Linked DNA regions of Mus musculus: region 1 is linked to region 2. A link is a contact called in public HiChIP or PLAC-seq data. All regions are on one chromosome and are shown on one strand. Each heading gives the region's core, a stretch centred on a gene start, on an enhancer-like site or on the middle of the called end of the contact. The rest is flanking DNA. Distances are from core to core; before and after follow the strand shown.

Region 1 (5,273 bases), core at 2,735-5,234, 45 kb before region 2:
GTACTTACATATAGTAAGTAAATAAATCTTTAAAAAATAAAATGGCTCAGCAGGTGAAAGCACTTGCCACCAAACCCTTAGAACACACAGAGTGGAAGAACAGACCTGATGCTGAAAAGTTGTCCTCTGATCTCTACATACCATGTACCTAGCACACACACTACATACACTAATAAAAAATACATAAGCTAATAAATTAATGTAATCAAAACTGACTTAAAGTAGATTCCTAAGACTAATAGATAATCAAGGACATAAATTCTCTACCCAAACTTCTAAACCAAGACACTACTCTGCTCAAGTAAATAAAATTAACAGAAAACTGTGAGGTGGGTAGGAGGAGCAAAATCCAAAAGGAAACACTCAAATGATGACCCTAGTATCCTCTGACCAATCAGTCCTCACCATCCATGTAAACTATTTTAAGGATCTGAATCTTATTGTGTGTGTGTGTGTGTGTGTGTGTGTGTGTGTCTATGTATATAAAACATTGTCTGTGATATACTTCAGAGACAGCTCAGTGAGTAAAGGCAAGTCATGCTGCCAAGCCTGAGGACCTGTGGGACCCACACAGAAGAGGGAACCTGTCCTTCCATGTGTCCTCTGACCAACTGCCACATGTCTGCTATGTACGGCACATGTACACCACACACAGAGATGCATATATAAGCAAATAAATGTAAAAAAAAAATTTAAACTTAAAGACTGGGATGTAGCTCATTGACAAAGAACCTATCCAGTACACACAAGACCCCGGGGTCAATTCCTAGCACTGTAAATAAGTAAACAATTAATTAAAGCTTTAAAGATTTAAGACAGCTACTGCTCTGGTTTGCCTTTTGTTGTGACAAATACCATGACCAAAAGCAACTTACAGGGGGGAGGGTAATACTTGGCTTACACTTCCAGGTCACAATCCATTATTGAAGTCAAGGCAAGAGCAAAAGCAGGAACTCCCAGCAGAATCCAAGACAACTGCTGCTTACCGGCTTGCTCTCTGACTCACTCAGCTAGCTTTCTCTTCTTTCTTTATATATATATTCGAAACTTTATTTTAAAAAATAGACCTCACTGTTTTAAAGTTTGAAAAGGCTCTTTGTAAAATCATATCACCCCCCCAAAAAAAGTAATAAACATATACAGAAGTGCAAACTCATTTTAAAACATTGAAATAGTAAAAGCTATATCCATAGGCATTCATTCATCCAACTTTTAAGGGTGGTGCAGTTGATATCAAGGCTGCCTTAATCACCCAAATTTACAACCTCATTTCTCCACTTAGACCAGAAAAAAAAAAAACAGTCCAACAAAGGAACAAGTGTTCCCAACCAACATCAGAGTTAGATCCCCAAAGTCTACACTTGAGATGATGCTGGATCTCCTCTCATCCACTATTTCCCCCACATGAACTTCTACCATCCTCTACTTTCATGGGGAAGTGAAGGGGTGAATCTAGATATTCTTCACACAGAGCATGATATTGGGACATATAACCTCTGACATTTAAAATCACTGGTTCACATGGGATTGAACTTTCAGTGATAAGAGTTTCATGGGAGAAAATGTGTCCCGAATCCGTAAGAGGTAAGAGAGTAATTAAATTCAAAGAAGTCAGGCAGGAAATCTGCTCACAGAGCAGCCTGTCCCTAGCTACAACTCATAAAGCAGGGATAGCATCTTGCCAGGTAAGATGTTCCTCTAATTTTGACATGGAGCCAGAATTCAGAAGCCTACAAACAAATTTTCATTAGCATAAGTTGGCACACAAAACACAAGGAGTCCTCATAGCAAGACAGAGAGTTTCAAGGCTTCAGATAAAAAAAAAAAAAAAAAAAAAAAGCAGAAGAAAACAGAAAACAGACTGCCTCAGCTAGCTTTCTTATACAGGCAGGACTGCCTAGGGAGAGTACTGCCCACAGTGGGCTGAGCACTTCCACCTCAACCGCCAAGAAAGACAAGCTTTTACAGACATGGCCACGGGCCAATCTAATCTGGGAAATTCCCAGGTCACAGCTCCCTCTTCTCAGGTTGAAAGGAGGTTGTATCACATTGACAATAAAAACTAACACAGTTACATGTTGCCCATAATAAACAGTGACTTACAGAAACTGAAATTTTGAGTTTTACTGCTACAAGGGTGCAATTAGTCAACTTTACAAAGATGAATGAACAAACAGCTCATTAAAATTTAAGTCTTTCTTAGCAAGTAAAAAAGATAAACAATACTCAGTTCTCTGGGGCGCTGTGTTATTTTCCCTATCTCTACGTCGCTGCATCAATGTTGCCATTCTCGCTCCTACTCCATGAATAAGAAACCGGACCATTCGGTTTAGGATCCCTCATAACAAGAGTTCTATATATGTCATGAATAACAATAAAATTATCATCTCTAAGGCCAGAATTGATACTAGCCTGTGGCACCTGAATCTGGTACAAGGTAGATGCAAAGGCATCGCTCCTGACCCTTCCACATCACTATCTCCCAAAGGACTGGAGCGTCCAAAGCGCTCATTGCCACATCACAAATTAAAGTATCAGGTTTAAAGAACTCACAGGTTCCACCATTAGGTCAGTGTTTCATGAACGGATCCCGGCACAGAAATCCATCCGGATGCGACACACATGCTTTAAGGCTCCAACTAATTGTTCTTTTAATTTAAGAAATAAACACAGTTATTTTTAAAATCTAGATATATTATGTAATGAGATTGACTTTGGAAAACCCCACACTCATCCAAGCAACTCATAAAATGGAAAGCAAGATTCAATCCGCTCCATTGTATCCAACCAGACCAACGTGCAAGATCACACACTCATCTTCGTCAGAGCGGCTCTGCCAATACCGAAGAACAACAAAGGCAAGTTGGAGAGGCTGCACAGGCTTAACTCAGCGCTTGTCCGCTCTTCCCTGCTTCGCAAAGATCCTATATGAGGGGCCCTCCTGGGACAAGGGGACCTTCCGCACCCCGCTGGGCCCCGGCTGCTCCGCTTTTGTCTGGCCCAGGCTGGGGGCACCGGCCGCCCGGCCTGCCTCCCCGACAACCCCTTCTTCCCTCTGAATCTTTCTCCACACCCATCACTCGCCGATGATTAGTTGTAGTGAGGTTTTCTCTCCTGGAGCCCCTTCCCGCTCAGTGTAATCTCGGTTCCTTTCAAAGAGATCCCGGGGCTGCTTTGGCGTCTCCCAAGCCGGCCAGGGGAGACTCCGGGTCAGGAAGGGGCCCCGGGGTGGGGTCTGAAAGAGACAGTCACACAAAGCCAGGCTTGACCCCACAGTCGCCCCACCTCCCCTCTGCAAAGCAGCCTACAATCAGAACTGAAGCCGGAGGCCGCGCGTCCTGGGTCCTCACCCAGATCCCATCCCAGGGCCGCCCCCTCCCCCAAAAGTGCACCCCAGAGCGGCTGACAGCACTGGACACCGTCCCCACCCGGACCCTGCGCCCGCCGCCGCTCGGAAAAGAAGCAGGGCCCTCCAGTGGACTCCATTCTGAGCATTCTTCGTCTTAAACCCGGTACTTACAGTTCTATTATTCACTACTGTTGCGGCTGCGGACCGGACAGCCACCGCCTTCTCCTCCACCCCAATGAGGTTAAGCGCTTGGTGCGGGGATTAAAAAAAAAAAAAAAAAAAATGAAAAACCAAAATGCGCCTGCGCAGAGAGGTCTCCCTGTGTCCTCTTACCGCCACCGGCCGGGCTGAACCATAGAGACTGTAATCTCAGCCCAGAGAGGTGGCTTCCTCTCTATGGTAACGCCCAGCGCTGGGGCCCGCATGAAGTTTCAGGTCCCGCCGCCTTTGCCTTTGACCCGAATGGCGACCCGTAGCATAAAGGTGCTTTAATAAAAAAAGGTGACCAAGGAGAATTTAAGGAATGTTTAGAGCCTTTAAAGGAGAGGAAGCAAAACTCGAGCAAGACTAGGAGAAGGCTGTGCGATAAAAGAGCTAGAGAGGAGTCAGGAGCGCTTCCAGCCGGAACTTCCTTTGATTGTCGAGGTGTTTGATACTTGAATTAAACAATCTTTCACTTCTGGGTTACGGGTGCCCGCTATTTACCGGGCGACTTCAGTGAAAGAAATTGGCCCCCGCGACTTCCCGTAGCTGACAGCGCGTTGGGCTTGTCCTGAATATGCGTACAAGCGCTGCTACCGGAAGCCCAGGTTTTAAACCGTTCTTCGCGCTTTAGCGAGCCAGGGCGCGAGGTGGAGGCTGCTGAGATTGGTGTGAGAGTGTGCCAGTTTCTTTTCTAAGTTCCTTCACAACAACGTCGCCTCGCGTCCCGCGTGGCCTTCAGGTTATATCTGAGGTTTTTGGGCTATGCAGATTGCAGCGCTACTTTCAAGGAGCCTAAGGACGCCCTGTTTTGTCCTTCTACGCCCGTGTGCTACCCAACAGTTTGGATTTGAGAGCTTTTGTGTTGCAGTTGTACACTGGTGAAAATCACTTTTAAAGTGTCGGATTGGCTTCCTCTGTCAAGACTGGGTGTTTATGGGGACTCTTTTGTGCGGGAATGTGTATGTATTGGGAGATGTGTGATAACGCCGTCAGATCTTCCGGACTTGGAAAGGCAAGCCAAAACAATAAAGCCAATCACAGACCTGTGTGGTGCAGAAAAGGTATAGGATTCACATGCAGGACGGGACTCGTGATTGAATATAGAAAAAGTAACATCTTTAAGATGTAAATGCAAGCAAGTTTACTAACCGTGGGTGGAAAACCCTGAAGCGCGTTCTAGAAAGAAATACCGCCGGGTCAAGGGCCGAGCGGAAGTGGGTGGTATGCTGGGAGAACAATGTGTGGAGAGTAGTCAACTGGAAAGGAAAAGAGAAACCCAAGAAAAGTTTGATAAGTTCAATGGGAAGGAATTTGTGCATATTAACAAAAGAAACGTTGTAGCTGGTTTTTATTGTACAGTTCAGTGCACTTACATTGTTAAGTAGCCACTCTTCTGCTTTCTTTTTGTCATACAAAAAATGCACCTGTTAATTTGTAATTCCTCTTTACCTTTAGCTCTGATTACCACCATTCTGCTTTCTATGGATTAAAATACTGAGAGTATTTTGAAAGTGGAGTCATATAGTCTTGGTCTTTTTATTTTTTTTAAGATTTATTTATTCATTATATGTAAGTACACTGTAGCTGTCTCAGACACACCAAAATAGGGCATCAGGTCTCATTATGGATGGTTGTGAGCCACCATGTGGTTGCTAGGAATTGAACTCAGGACCTCTGGAAGAGCAGTCAGTGCTCTTAACCGCTGAACCATCTCTCCAGC
Region 2 (5,991 bases), core at 872-3,371:
GTCAGAATCCTACAGAGCTTTTAAGCCTGAAATCTACAAACCAGTTCCACCAATCAATCAGGATTGAGGGACAGGGGATTTCCTTAGAATGATGTCTTTTCTGTACACTTACCCTGTTCCCATTGGTTGGGGTATTCAGCTTCCTTGCCTAACATTCATGTCTTAACTTGCCAATCAGTACTTCAGTTACCCATGTACATGACCTTTGTGTCAAGTAGGATGTCAATTCCCTGGGAGGTCTTGGAAATGTAAACTTTATTCAACCCTGTACTGGTTGGTTTTGTGTGTCAACTTGACACAGGAGCTTCACTGAGAAAGGAACTTCAGTTGGGGAAGTGCCTCCATGAGATCCAGCTGTGGGGCATTTTCTCAGTTAGTGATCAAGGGGGAGGGCCCCTTGTGGGTGATGCCATCCCTAGGCTGGTAGTCTTGGGTTTTATAAGAAAGCAAGCTGAGCAAGCCAGGGGAAGCAAGCCAGTAAAGAACATCCCTCCACGGCTTCTGCATCAGCTCCTGCTTCCTCACCTGCTTGAGTTCCAGTCCTGACTTCCTTTGTTGATGAACAGCAGTGTGGAAGTGTAAGCTGAATAAACCCTTTCCTCCCCATCTTGCATCTTGGTCGTGATGTCTGTGCAGGAATAGAAACCCTGACTAAGAAAAACCCCCGACTCAAAATGGAAGTCTTACTCCAAATGTCTTCTTATATTGGTGCAGGTGTCTTATGTTGGAATCCATCCCAGGGTTAAAAGCAAAGACTCCATTTCACCCACATGGTCCCATAAATTCCATTTTTTCTCCCTCTCCAACTGGGCCACTATGAAAGCATGGGGACAGAAAAAGGTAACAAAAGCCCAATTCTGCATTCCTGACAGCTGTCACAACCCCTTTCACCTGGAGTCACGAGCCACTCAGGCCCCTGCCCTTCGATGACCATAACTGGGCTTAAGGCCAGTGTATGGCTGACAGATCATTTTCCTTTGCCTACCATCTGATATGTTTTGTAGAACCAAGGATAGATTTGGTAAGTGGGAGGGGGTACCTAGCGGGCCCATCCTGAGGCATTCCTCCTCCCAGGTACCACCCATAAGACAGGGCTAGTATAGAATAGAGTTTATTTGGGGGCATGAGAAGGGAGGTTGAGAAGGGAGTCGAGGCAGAGAAAGAGGGGAGAAAGAGAGAAAGAGAAGAGGCAAGACAGGAACACGTGGTGGGGAGAGGAAGAAAGGGGTGAGAGAGAGAGTGAAGAGAGAGAAAAGGGGCAGAGAGAGAAGAGAGGCCAAGCAGCCCCTTTTATAGCAAGCTAGGCTTACCTGGCAGTTGCTAGGTAACTGTTGGGCGGAACCTAGAAGGAAGGCTAACACCACCCATAAAAAAAAAACCAGCCTTTGGGTCTTGCCTTGCACTTTTTCTGGTCTAGTCCCCTGAGGCTAGTGAATTCACCTGGCAGTCCATTCCCAATGAACTTGCCTTTTTTTTTTTTTTTAACTTTTAATTTGACTTGAATTGTCTTATTTCATCAGCAGTGCACATGTGTACATGTGCAGGTGTGTATGTGTGCCCATGCATGTGCATGCATGTGGAGACCAAAAATTGGCCATATGTATCTTCTTTGATGCCTCTCTACCTTTTATATTGAGGCCGGACCTCTCACTTGAACCCAGAGCTTACCTGGTCTAAACTAGCCACTTTGCTCCCACCCTCCTTTGTCTGCCTCCTGCTGCTGGGATTCCAGATGGATTACCACACCAGTCCAGCATTTATGTGCACATAGAGATCTGCTCCTCGTGATTGCACAGCAAATGCTTTACTGGGCTAAGCCATCTCCCCTGACCTGTTTGTTTTGTTGATGGAGCAGTCCATCCTGGCCTGCACAACCACCATCATCTGAAAGCAAGGCTTTTGGAAGAGAAAAGAAAGAGGGACATTGCCACTGGGGTCATGGTGTTTGCTTAAAAATCCGGTCAGGTAAATAAGTGATTGTTTTAACATCAGAGAAAGCCCTTGCCTCCTGACCCTGCAGCAACTGCTTGGAGCAATTAATTGAAATCCTATACCCAGTGCACCCAGGTGGATCCAAAGGACCAGTGTCCCTGCAGCTTGGTGGGAATTCCTCACCAACACATACCTGCTTAGTGATTTGTTGGTCTTCCCCACCCCCCACCCCGACGTCTAGGCAGCAGTGTGGAATGTTCTACCAGACCAGGGGCTGAATTATGCAAGATGTGTTTATAATTCACAAGGGAGGAAAATCCTCCCCCTGGTGGCAGTGGTATGCTGGCCATGTGGTTTACTAACAAAGGAGGTGCCGGCAACCCCCTACTCCAACTCTACCCCTTCCCCCTCCCCCACCCCAACTTCAGAAAGTGCTTGCTTTCCTCCTGGAAGCTGTTTAAAGGCTGTAACTCCTACCAGACAGAAGGCTTAGAGTGTGTTTCCCACTTCCCGTTAGGTTGACTTTCAGAATGTTCTAGAGTCCCCTGCTGCCTTTGTACCCATTGTTCTTGAGTTCATCTATGACAGTTTAATTTTCAATACTGTGTGTTAGGTTGGACTTTACATTCTTAAGCCTACAGTTGTTGCAGATCTACTGGTTGAAAACCTTGTGTTGTGGAGCTGGGGGTTCATTCAGTAAGAGCTGTGTGTTAGGATTTAGACCCCAGGTGTCTGAGGTGCATATTTTACAAACCAAAGCAGACCTGACCTTCAAGTTCTCCCAGCATCACTCAGTCCCTACAAGTTACAGGGTATAGACGGCCTACCCAGCTGGCACTCTATGCTAAACCTTACAGCCCAGGGGTTGGGGTTTCCCTCCCCCCCAAAACTCTTCCCTATATAACCAAGACATTTTGATCTCTCTTCTCTCTCTTCCTCTCTGTATTCTCCCTCTCCCTGCATACACACACTCTTTTCCTCTTTCTCTTACCCCTCTGCTTTGTCTCCCTTGCCATGGTGACACTACTATTCTCAGTTCTTGGGACCAATGATCCTGCCTGAGAACAGCTTCCCAATGGACCTGCCTTTATAGACTTTGTTTTGGCTTGTTAGTTGGTGGAGAATGACTTATCGCCTAGTAATATGTAAAAAGCTAGGCATGGCTATAACCTATAACTTCGTATAACTCCAGCGAAGTGGGGGTGGGAGTAGAGACATGGGGCCTGCTGGCTGCCAGCCTAGCTGGAAAAACATGAATTCCAGGTTCAGTAAGAAATAGTCACAAGTGAGACAGGTAGGTAGAGAATGATAAAGGACATCCTCCCCCCAGGTGCACACACACACACACACACACACACACACACACACACACACAGATGGAAAGTGGTTGAGGAAGACCTCTGACAGATCTCAGCCTCCCACACATTGCTCACCCCACCCCATCCCCAGTAAAATCTGTGACCTCTGACAGGTCTGAGGGAAACTCTAATTCCATATACTTCAAAGACAGCCCAAACCTTCAGAACCGTGCTCAGCCTTGACCATAGAGGGTTTCTGGTGGCTAGAGAAAAGCCAGTACTCCTTGGGAACTTGTGAAGCTCAGGTCCCCTTTACCAAAAGGAGTCATTTCCCTTATCTCTGTCATGGACAAATGGCGACCCGTGGTGCTTATCAGCGTATCAAAGCGCATGCTGCTATCACAAGTACCTGCTACTCACTTCAATGTCCTTGCCAGCGTCCTAGCCCACCTTACCTCCTGCTCACCCTAAACTCACTCCAGCTCTTGAGCTTCGTTCCCCACAGCTATAAATTCTCCTTATCATCCTGCTGTTCCAGCCAAGTCCTCTCTCTATGCCCTGCTTCTCTCTCTCTCTCTGTTTTCTCCCCTGCTATTTTCCCCTCTCACAGTCAGTCCTGGCCAGTCAGCTCCAGTCCACTGGCCATGTTCAGTCTACTTTCTCCGCTCTTTTTTCTCCATGCCAGATGCCTCTAGCCGTTCTCTCCCTGTTACATACCTCCAAAGAAACTTTCCCCTGAGCCATACTATAGAGTGGTCATGTTATCAGTTTATACAACTCTTTTTTCCCCCAAGAGAGGGTTTCGCTATAGCCCCTCATGCTGAAACTCTTTTTGCAGACCAGGCTGGACTTGAACTCAAGAGATCCACCTGCCTGTGCCTCCCAAGTGCTGGGATTAAATATATATGCCACCATGGTCCAGCAACCGTTTATACAACTTTTTTTTTTCTTTTTAAGATTTATTATTATGGGTTGGTGAGATGGCTCAGTGGGTAAGAGCACCCCACTGCTCTTCCGAAGGTCTGGAGTTCAAATCCCAGCAACCATATGGTGGCTCACAACCATCCGTAACAAGATCTGACTCCCTCTTCTGGAGTGTCTGAAGACAGCTACAGTGTACTTACATATAATAAATAAATAAATCTTTAAAAAAAGATTTATTATTATATGTAAGTATACTGTAGCTGTCTTTAGACACACCAGAGGAGGGCGTCAGATCTCATTATGGATGGTTGTGAGCCACCAAGTGGTTGCTGGGATTTGAACTCAGAACCTTCAGAAGAGCAGTGCTCTTACCCACTGAGCCATCTCTCCAGCCCCCTATACACCTTCTAATAGGACATTTTTTGGTTGCCTGTGACAGCAATTAAGTTGAAAGTAGTTTCAAGGGGGTGGAAGAACATAACCAAAAAGTCAAGGGAATAGCAGGACCAAGAGACTCCAGGGTGTCAGGCTTTTTCCATCTCTTGGCTCAGATTTCTTTGGCGTTTATAGTTCCCTGTGGTGATGAAAAAGAACCAAGCAGCTTTGGAAGGTGTTCCAAGTGTTCAGAGAAGCTGGTGAAGTGGTCCTATTCAGTGTATTAATAAGAATCTGTGTGTGTGTGTGTGTGTTGAGAGAGAGAGAGAGAGAGAGAGAGAGAGAGAGAGAGAGAGAGAGAGAGAGAGAGAGAGAAGAGAGAGAGAGAAAGAGAAACTGGTTTGCTTATATGGTCCTAGGCCAGGTGTGGTGTTGCACATCTGTACATCTGTAATGTCAGGACTCAGGAGGCCAAAAAAGGAGACCAGCGGTCTAAGGACATCTTTGTCTACACAGTGAGTTGGAGGCCAGTCTGGGTTACACAAGACTAGGTCTCAAATAAAAACAAAGACAAACAAAACCCAGCATGTGTCACAAAGCACCGTTGTCACTTGGGAAGAAGAGGCATTTGGATGTCTGTGAGTTCCAGGTCTACATAGTTTCTAGTCATCCGGGCTGTCTAGTAAGACTCTGTTTCAAAAACTAAACTAAACTAAACCAAACCAAACCAAACCAAACCAAACCAAACCAAACCAAACCAAACCAGACAGGAGGAGGCACTGGGGAAGAGGAGGGAGGCTCCCAGGCTTAATTTGTTGACTCTTCCTTGAACCACATTTCTGATGTCTGTCCTAGGGCTTCCTCATGGGTGCTACCAGCTGAATGGCATCTCCAGCCCCTATGTCCCTTCCTTCCTTTCTTCCTTTCTTTCTTCCTTCCTTCCTTCCTTCCTTCCTTCCTTCCTTCCTTCCTTCCTTCCTTCCTTCCTTCCTTCCTTCCTTCCTTCCTTCCTTCCCTCCCTCTTTCTTTCTTTCTTTCTTTCTTTCTTTCTTTCTTTCTTTCTTTCTTTCTTTCTTTCTTTCTTTCTTTCTTTTCTCTCTCTCTCTCTCTCTCTCCCCCCCTTCCTTCCTTCCTTCCTTCCTTCCTTCCTTCCTTCCTTCCTTCCTTCCTTCTTTCCTTTTTTTTTTTTTTTTTTTTGAGACAGGGTTTCTGTTTTGCCCTGGCTGTCCTGTAACTCACTCTGTAGACCAGGCTGGCCTCAAACTCAGAAATCCGCCTGCCTCTGCCTCCCGAGTGCTGGGATTAAAGGCATGCGCCATCACTGCCTGGCCCTATGTCCATTTCTTGCTTTATTTTTCATCACAGCATCCAGTACATTGTGCTACAGAATGTGTTTCCTGGCTGGGGAGGTGGCTCAGAGGTTAAGAGCACTTGCTGCTCTTACAGAGCACCTGGGTTTAGT

Evidence for each region. HiChIP or PLAC-seq counts read pairs in DNA pulled down with a chosen protein or histone mark.
Region 1: an H3K4me3 HiChIP or PLAC-seq map of embryonic limb bud shows a contact between it and region 2, with 2.2 times the contacts expected there. The contact joins the promoter of Clasp1 here to the enhancer-like site in region 2. A contact is called at or near these places in 1 of 15 datasets of contacts at CTCF or cohesin (the NIH/3T3 cell line), 23 of 484 Hi-C or Micro-C datasets (3T3-L1-derived adipocytes, the AML12 cell line, the G1E-ER4 cell line and 13 more), 9 of 115 datasets of contacts at active chromatin or transcription factors (the SCID.adh cell line, bone marrow-derived dendritic cells, bone marrow-derived macrophages and 4 more) and 4 of 9 other capture datasets (adipose tissue, embryonic stem cells, liver and 1 more).

Annotation. Positions count from the first base shown.
Region 1 is chr1:118,387,769-118,393,041 of GRCm38.p6, reverse strand. Clasp1 (CLIP associating protein 1) reads right to left here and starts at 3,984. Exons shown (of 43, transcript NM_001359328.1): 1 at 3,521-3,984.
Region 2 is chr1:118,340,036-118,346,026 of GRCm38.p6, reverse strand. No RefSeq gene overlaps it. Among named protein-coding and RNA genes, the nearest start is that of Gm28867, 16 kb to the left of the region's middle. Within about 2 kb of position 2,121, at least 18 of the 459 cell types and tissues checked have an H3K27ac peak or open chromatin away from gene starts, as enhancers often do. A contact at or near this core is called in embryonic limb bud, where this site is marked.